Regions from separate parts of the Mus musculus genome. Here region 2 is linked to region 1. A link is a contact called in public HiChIP or PLAC-seq data. All regions are on one chromosome and are shown on one strand. Each heading gives the region's core, a stretch centred on a gene start, on an enhancer-like site or on the middle of the called end of the contact. The rest is flanking DNA. Distances are from core to core; before and after follow the strand shown.

Region 1 (4,171 bases), core at 1,241-3,740:
CCACCACCAGAAACCATCACCCATCTGGAAGACATTGGGGTGCAAACATTCAGGGCACTGGGAGATCTGAGTGCCCTCCTCCAGAGGAAGAAAGAGGTTCAGATGTAATACCAGACACCAGGAACCTGGTGGCCTAGCTGGAGAAGAGACAGCAGGTGTGATGTCCGCACTAGGTCAAGGGTATGAAGCAATGCCCAAGGAGTTCTCCCATCCTTCGTCTGCTGTACGCCAAGCGAGTGCTCCATCAGCCCTATTATTATTTTGAGACGGGGAGTCACTAAGTTATCCATGCTGGCCTTGAACTTACTCGGTAGCCCAGGACGTTGTGGCTCTCCTGCCTCAGCTCCTCAAACAGCTGATCCCAGATCTGTTCTGTCAGGCTCAAGGGTTTGTTTTTGAGATGTGCCTGAAACTCACTCTGCAGTTGAGAATATTTTTTCAATTTTCTGTGTGTACTAGGGCTTTGCCTCCATATATGTTTGTGCTCTGTATGCTTGTGTAGTACATAGAGGCCAGAAGAGTACAATCCCTAGAAATGTCGTTATAGACAGCTATGAGCCACCGTGTGGATGCTGGGAATCAGTCAAACCTGGGTCTCGAGGAAGAGCGGCCAGTACTTCCTTCGTTTGTTTGTTTGTTTTGTTATTGTTGTTTGTTTGTTTGTTTTCAAGACAGGGTTTCTCTGTATAGCCCTGGTTGTCCTGAAACTCACCTCTAGACTAGGCTGGCCTCAAACTCATAGATCTGCCTGCCTCTGCCTCCCCAGTGCTGGGATCAAAGGTGTGCTCCAACATACCTAGCTGAGTAGCCAGTGTTCTTAACTACTGAGCCATAACTCTAGGCCAGAGGTGATCTTGAACTTGAACTTCTGGTCCTCCTATCTTCATCTCTCCAGTGCTGGGGTTACAAGCCAGTGCTACACGTGGTTATGCAGTGTTGGAATAAGACCTAGGGCTTCCGGCAGGCTAGGCAAGCACTCTACCGACTGAACCACACCACCAGCCCTCTAATAGGTGAGACAGTCCAGTAGCATAGGATGGCTTCAAATTCACTTTGCAGCCAAGACTGGCCCAAACTCCTCTTGCCTTCATTTTCCAAATGTTGGAATTACAGGCATGTGCGTGTATGCCCAACTTCTGGAGACTTTATTAATAAGCATGTCACATATAAGTGGGGACAGGTTTGCTTTAATCTCTCAATTTGTATTTATTTCTCTTTATTTTTCCAACCTAGTCCCTTCATTCAGTACAACACTGAACAGGTATGGTAAGAGCAGGCATCCTCAACAGCCAGGCTCACAACTGCAGTAAGCTGAGGCAGCAGGATCAGGAGCTAAAGGCCAGCTGGGTTAGAGTAAGTTTGAGGCTAGCCTGGGCTACATGAGACCATGTTTCAAGATGTGGGAGGAAGAACACTGGAGAGACGGCTCAGCAGTTAAGAAGAGCACATGTTGCTCTTGAAGAACCCAAGGTTCTGTTCCCAGAAGCCACCTCAGGCAGCTTACAATTGCCTGCAAGGCCCGATCCTAAGGAACGTGACACCTCTGGCCTGTGTGGGGGCACCAGCACACACACACACACACACACACACACACACACACACACACACACATCTTTAAAAAATAAAAGGCAGCCTATGAACCTAACAGGTAGCATCCTATGAAATAGATTATAAAACTGCCATTGGGACAGATGAAGGTTTCTGCTTTTCAGGGTTTTTGGGTTTTGTTTTGTTTTGTTTTGTTTTTTCCAACACAGGATCTTATGTAGCCCATGTTAACCTGGGCCATATACAGCTAGGCCTGGCCTTGAACTCCTGACCCTCCTGCCTTCACCTCCCAAGTGTGCCACCAGCTCAAGGAGTTGAGTTTTGTCAAAGGACTTTTTACTCACTGTAGCTGACCAAAGCAGCAGAGCTCCAGTCATGGGAGGGCTGGGAAGGGGACCAAGCTCCCCATCTTGCCAAGACTAGAAGTGACTTGTAGTGTGGGGAGGCAGGCTCACCTCTCCCCCTGCCCGGACACCCCAGCAACCTCACAGGTCGGTCGGGATGGTTTCTTCAATGTGCCTCCCATAGCCTGGACATCAGGGAGGACTACAGGCCACATCCAAGCCTCTGGGAAGGACTGAACTAGAGTTCTCTCCGTGTCTAGAGGTCCCTAGTCCACAGTTGGCCAATGCAATCCCGAAGTCTCTTGTTATACAATTTGTAAATTAAAGTGATGGAAAAAAATGGCGTAGGGTCCCTAATAAATGAAGGTGTACCCTAAGCCTAGGAGCTAGACTTCAGTTCTCTGAGCATGGTTCTTTCAACTGGCAGTCCTGGCCATAGGTGCCTGACTTACTGAGGCCCCAAATATGGTCCAGGTGGAGCAGACTGGACTAAGGGGTCCTGCACCTCAGAGCCCCTGCTATGGTTCAAAGGGTTCAGGCCCTGCCCCCCTCCTGGCTCGAGCCGGCTTTGATATGCTGATGAATTCTGGAAGGGGCCCGCTTCACACCTAGGGCTCAGGATAAAGCTACAGCGGACCCAATGGTCAGGCCTCCGCTGCCATGGCCCAGCCCCTGTGCGAGCCGCGCTCCGAGTCCTGGATCCTGAGTCCCGCTGGTCGGCAGCCACCGATGCCTTCCGATGGGAACAGCGTCTGCTCCCCAGCCTGGTCCTCGGACCCGTGGGACGGTGCCCAGGCCAGCAGCCCTGCACCACCCTGCGCCCGCCCGGCCCGGCGTGCTGGGACCCCGGGTAGGCGCGGGACGCACGGTAGCCGCCTGGGTAGCGGACAGCGGCAGAGCGCCAGCGAGCGGGAGAAGCTACGTATGCGCACACTCGCCCGCGCGCTGCACGAGCTGCGCCGCTTCTTGCCGCCATCCGTGGCACCAACCGGCCAGAACCTGACCAAGATCGAGACGCTGCGCCTGGCCATCCGCTACATTGGCCACCTGTCGGCTGTGCTGGGACTCAGCGAGGACAACCTCCGGCGACAGCGGCACGCGGTGTCACCTCGAGGCTGCCCGCTGTGCCCCGACAGCGACCTGGCGCAGTCGCAGTCGCTCGGTCCCCGTTTAAGCCCGGCCGTCTGCAGCGGGGTGTCGTGGGGATCCCCGCCTGCCTACCCTAGACCCCGAGTCGCCGCAGAATCGTGGGACCCATCGTTCCTGTACGCAGAAACAGCATCCCAGGAAAGGCAGGAAATGGAGCCCAGTCCCTCATCTCCGGTTAGTAACCCCTTCCCCCACACTGTCGAGGTGGCGCCCCCTACTGTTGGTGCGCGACGCACAGCCCCACGTCGCGGACCAGCCTCTCTGCTGCACTCAGGATCTCCCTTGGGCGCATCCCCGTGTGCCCTGGGTGTCCGAACAGGGTGGGAGTTGGACAGGCAGGGATTAAGGACGCTTTGCTTGCTCGCTTAACCTTGAGCGTGGAGCGGATGAGCGCGGACCTGACCCTGGGGCAGGTGTTGATTGTGGCGCTGTTCACTCTTCCTGCAGCTCTTCAGCAGCGACATGCTGGCTCTTCTAGAAACCTGGACGCCGCCGCAGGAGTGGCCGCCTGCCTGAAGAGTGGAGGGGACAATGCAACGGATGATTGTCACCCTGTCTGAGCACAGACACTTTTCCTTTGGTCTTGGCACCTTCGGAGGGAGTAGATCCTGGAAGAGGCGGCAGTGATACCAACATGGGCATCCCGGGGTGGGAGCTGGCCCTCATCCAGACTGTACCATTCCAACCCTCCTTGGAAGGAGGCGCCCAATAGGGTACACGCTCTAAAGATGAAGCAGGCACAAGCTTTGCCTGGTGTGTATTTATTTATTTGTGAATAAACCGATTGTGCTAGTGTCATTTGGAGGGTTTATTTTTCTTTCTTCCTTATTTGGGGGTGTGTGGGAGGGGGAACCTCACACTGTACGGCCCAGGCTGGCCCAAACTCATGGTGGCACGAGCCCCCATTGCCCCATGCTCCCATACCCTGCTGGAAGTTCTGCTATGTGTCAGGGAAAGCTGACATGGGATTGTGGAGGAGGAGTCTTGTAATCTCCAGCCTGGAAACACAAAGGCCTTCTACCCTCCTTCCTGGTCAACATCTATGCTGCATGGGTCAGTCTGAAAGGGTGGGGTAGGGTGAAACGGAGTGGGGAGCTTCCTGAGAGAAGGTGACAGGAAGTAGTTCCTCT
Region 2 (4,391 bases), core at 1,061-3,560, 170 kb before region 1:
CAGGAAGGCAGGTCTTCTTTCACAGGTACAGTGTGCGTTGTTATGCCTGTTTCAGCCTGAGGTTCAGTGAAAACAGAGGCAGTAATAATCTAATTGGAAGAACAGAATGTATCCTGAGCAGACCTTAGCTAGTGTCTTGTGTCTCTAGGTATGCTCTCTGTGGGTCTCCCAGATTTAGCAGATCTCATGGCAAGGAGACTGGTGGAGTCCCCTGGGAATCCTGAGAGAGGAGGTTGAGCCAGAGGAAGGAGCCAGTGAGTGAATGGGGGTGGAGTCCAGGAGGAAGGAGCCAGTGAGTGGAAGGGGGTGGAGTCCAGGATGATGCTAACAGTTTTGCTCTGAGATGGGTTCTCACTCAGAAGCTCCTGAAACTCACTCCAAGTCTCCTGACTCAGCCCTCCAAGCTCCAGGATGGCAGGAGCAAACCCCAGCTTGATGTCACCGATTTGTGACACACATCTTTAATCCCAGCACCAGGGAGGGAGAGGCAAGACTATCTTTGGGAGTTCTAGGCTGTGAACTATCATACCTTGCCAAAATCTATTTTAAAAATGGCTGGAGAGAGGCTTGGGAGTTCAGAGCACTGACAGTTCTTCCAGAGGACCCAGGTTGGATTCCCAGCACCCACTTGGTAGCTCACAATTTTCTGTAATTTCAGTTTTAGGCCATCCATTGCTCTCTTCTGGTCTTTGAGGAAACCAGATGCACAAACCGTGCACAGACACACATGCAGGCAAAACAACCATACACATAAAATTAAAAAAAATTAAATTCTAGAAAAAGAAGTATTAGCTAAGTGTGGACGTGAATGTCTAATATTTCTGCATTTTCGCAGTGGAAGAAGAGAGAGGCAAGCCAGTCTGGGCCACATGGAATCCTATTTCCAGGCACTAAGGAACGGCAAAACAAAATAAAACAAAACTATCCGACATCTTTGACAGCATCTAGGCAGCCTGGGGGTTGGGCATTAGTGATGACAGGGTAGAAACCATCATCAAATAAATTTAAAAATAAAGCAATAATTCATTTCAGGGGAAAAATTATTCCCAGAAAATAAACAAAAATGATGGCACTCTGCATGAACTGTATATGAATTTTAAGCACGAGGGAAAGGCCTGGCCAGAAGAAAGCCTGATAAGACTTCACTGAGAGTGGGAAGTCCTCTGAGCAGGTCCCAACCTGAGAAATCAAGAAGTAGCTGTCATGTTTACTCTTAGAAGCAAAGGCAAAACCAGGAAGAAACAAAGAAAGATATCGATGCTTAGCAGTAGGACTGAGTAGTAGGGAGGAAATTTGAATCTATTTACTTTGATAAATTATTGCTTTGAAAGAAAGAAAAAGGACTCTTGGCTGACAAAGCGAGGAGAGAGACAGAGAGTGACTCGGGATGAGGGCACTTGCTGTGCTGGGAAGGGACCTGGGTTTGGTTCCCAGCACCCCAATTCTAGGGGACCTGACACATGGTCTCTATGGGTTCCTGTACATATGTGGTAGACAGACAGACAGACACACAAACACACACACACTCACATGTACAGGCATACTCATATGTACACATAAATATGGCCTTAAGTTATATTCGTGGGACTGTTTATATAGTGCGGAGGTCAGACATTGATGTAGGCATCAATGTTTATTACAGGCATGCAATTTTTATAAAAAAATATTGATTTATGTGTGTATGTGTGAGCCCTAATGAATATATTCGCACCATGTGCCTGTTGGAGACTGAGGAGGTCAGAAGAGGGGGTCCAATCCCCGAGAACTGGAGTTATATGCCATTGCGAGCTGTCATGTGAGCACTTAGTACTGAACCCAGTAGTCACCTTTAACCCCTGAGGCCTCTAAGGTTCAAATCTTAAGTATCTCTATAAGTATCATTTTCTTTTGGTACAGCCATTAAAAATTCTTTTCTTTTAGTTGGGCCTAGTAGTACAGGGATATAATCTCAGCTACTCTGGAGCCTGAGGCAGGAGGACCACAGTATTTTACCCGGGCTGTTGTAGGAGTTCAGGATAACCTAGGTGGCTTAGCGATATTTCATCTCAATCAATGGATCAGTGAACTGTTCCCATGCCACTCCCCATATCAGCGTGATCAGGGAAATCGAGGTGGGAGGGACTGGGGGCGATGGAGACCTTAGGCAGCAAGCAAAGACCTTAAGTGGCAAGTGATCATACAAACAGACTCTGCAGAGACAGGATCCAGGGAGCAGCTCATTTAATTGGTGGGGGAACAAAGGCTATGTAACCTTTGCTGAGTGGGTAGGGTGGGTCTATGGGGGAGAGTGTACATGATTGGCTGAGGCCAGGGTTCTGGGAGTGCCTCATTTGCATAAGGAGGCATTCCAGGTGCTGCTGGGAAGAGGAAGTTTAACCTGGCTACTGTGCTACCTGACCTCGATGAGGACACAGGCCCATGGACGCCAGGACCTTGAGGGCCCAGGGCAGGTGGAGGAGCCATTCCACTGCTGCCGATGAGATCTGCAAGGTTTGTATACTCCTCAGCCCCACTCTTGCTTCGGCCCACAGTGAATCAATGGTTGAATCAATCAACTGATCAATTGGTCAGTTCTGCCTGCAGATGTGACACTTTAGCTGCAAAGCCCTGCACTGCCAAAAGAAAAAAGAAAAAGAGAAAAAAAGAAAGAGAAAGGAGAAGGAAGAGGAGGAGAAGACGAAGAGGAAGAGGAAGATGAAGACGAAGAAGACGAAGAGTCCCCTTTCCCTAGCTTTTCGGAATAGCCAGTACATTATTGTGATCTGTGAGCTGTGTCATGCAGCAGCATACCATGATGGACTTCTTACTTTTGTCCAACCATAGCTGAGGACCCTAGCCTGGTGGCTGAAAACTCATGAGCTATTTGTAGAGTGCCCACCCTTACCTTCAAACTGAAAAGAAACCCAAGCAATTGGATCAAGCCATGCAAGTGTTTCCTTAGCCATGGCAGAATCAGGAATCACTACCTGTCACTAGGTGCAGGTGTCATCACATGGCTCCTGAGGACAACAGTGACATCAAATAATTAAATGTATTTAGTTGTGTGTTACCAGTTATAGTGGCTTGAATGACAATGGCCCCCCACCCCCCTGCCCCCAAGGCTCATTTGTTTGTGTTCTTAGTCCCCAGTTGGTAAAATGTTTGGGAAGGATTAGGAGGTGTCACCTTGTTGGTGGGGGTGTGTCACTGGGGCTAGGCTCTGAGGGTTTTTTGTTGTTTTGTTTTTTGAGACAGGGTTTCTTTGTATAGCCCTGGCTGTCCTGGAACTCACTCTGTAGACCAAGCTGGCCTCGGACTCAGAAATCCACCTGCCTCTGCCTCCCAAGTGCTGGGATTAAAGGCGTGCGCTACCATTGTCTGGCGAAGATTTTTCTAGTAAACAATTTAGCATAGTTATTTCCTCTGAATTGGAGACTTCTGGAGGAAGGAGAGGCCTGTAAGACTTAGGAAGCTGATGAAACCCATAAGTTACAGAAATCTTAGAGTTACATGGTCCAGGTGGCTCTCTAAGGTTATATGGGCAATGCTCTCTGTCTCTGTCTCTGTCTCTGTCTCTGTCTCTGTCTCTCTCTCTCTCTCTCTCTCTCTCTCTCTCTCTTGCATGTATAGTTCCCAAAGATCCATTTGATGGAGACTTTGTTTATCAGGGGGCCAGCATAGTTTGTAGATGTAGTAGAGAACAGACCACAGACAACAATGTTGTGTATTATAGATGCTGGTGAGGGAAGATCTGGTGGAGCAAATGCAAGCTGGGTGGCGTGTGCTAGGCATTTGGCTTTCGTGAGTCGGGGGACCCAGTGGGCTTCTCTGTAATGCAGCCGCCTGGTGCATTCACTCCTATAAATGACCCCCGCATACTCTTTGGTTCACCAAGCTAGACTTGGGTGGCACTGTTTTCATTGGTCTGTCCTTTGCTTGCACCACCCCTGGAAAAATCGCAGGATGCTTCCTAATCCCAGGGGCAGGGGAAGTAGACCACCTATAAAACATTTTTGAACATGTTTGAAGTCTGCCATTTCCCGAAGACGCACCTGATCTTTGGTCACAAACGATGCTGGCCCCATGATAAACAGCGTCTCTTTCAGATGGATCTTTGGGATCTGAAGCAGGATTCTTAGGAGCAGCCTGGAAAGCTAATTTGGATGGCCTCTTCTGCGGCGTCAGGGCCCTTCAGGAATTCTCTGTGATATTTATTGATCATGACTGCATCCACTGATCTATTGAGCAGACACTGGCATCTATTTTTGAACCACAGAAAGAGTTTTTATTTGACTATATTGATTATATTTGAGTGTAACACAGAAATCTTAGTGTGTGTGTGTGTGTGTGTGTGTGTGTGTGTGTATGTGTGTTTGTTCTTGTGTTTGAGGCAGTGTCTAATGGTGTAGCTC

What was found. HiChIP or PLAC-seq counts read pairs in DNA pulled down with a chosen protein or histone mark.
Region 2: a contact with region 1 is called in an H3K4me3 HiChIP or PLAC-seq map of embryonic stem cells, with 52 read pairs. The contact joins the enhancer-like site here to the promoter of Mesp1 in region 1. A contact is called at or near these places in 10 of 39 promoter capture datasets (the C10 cell line, the HPC-7 cell line, HPC-7-derived erythroid cells and 4 more), 3 of 15 datasets of contacts at CTCF or cohesin (the NIH/3T3 cell line, embryonic stem cells and large pre-B cells), 10 of 484 Hi-C or Micro-C datasets (8-cell embryo, bone marrow-derived macrophages, embryonic stem cells and 1 more), 9 of 115 datasets of contacts at active chromatin or transcription factors (embryonic basal ganglia, embryonic stem cells and stem cell-derived neural progenitor cells) and 3 of 9 other capture datasets (adipose tissue, embryonic stem cells and pancreatic islet).

The regions. Positions count from the first base shown.
Region 1 is chr7:79,791,909-79,796,079 of GRCm38.p6, reverse strand. Mesp1 (mesoderm posterior 1) reads left to right here and starts at 2,490. Exons shown (of 2, transcript NM_008588.2): 1 at 2,490-3,215; 2 at 3,489-3,839. The coding sequence starts at 2,553. The coding sequence ends at 3,557.
Region 2 is chr7:79,966,415-79,970,805 of GRCm38.p6, reverse strand. No RefSeq gene overlaps it. Among named protein-coding and RNA genes, the nearest start is that of Gm31966, 33 kb to the right of the region's middle. Within about 2 kb of position 2,310, at least 7 of the 459 cell types and tissues checked have an H3K27ac peak or open chromatin away from gene starts, as enhancers often do. A contact at or near this core is called in embryonic stem cells, where this site is marked.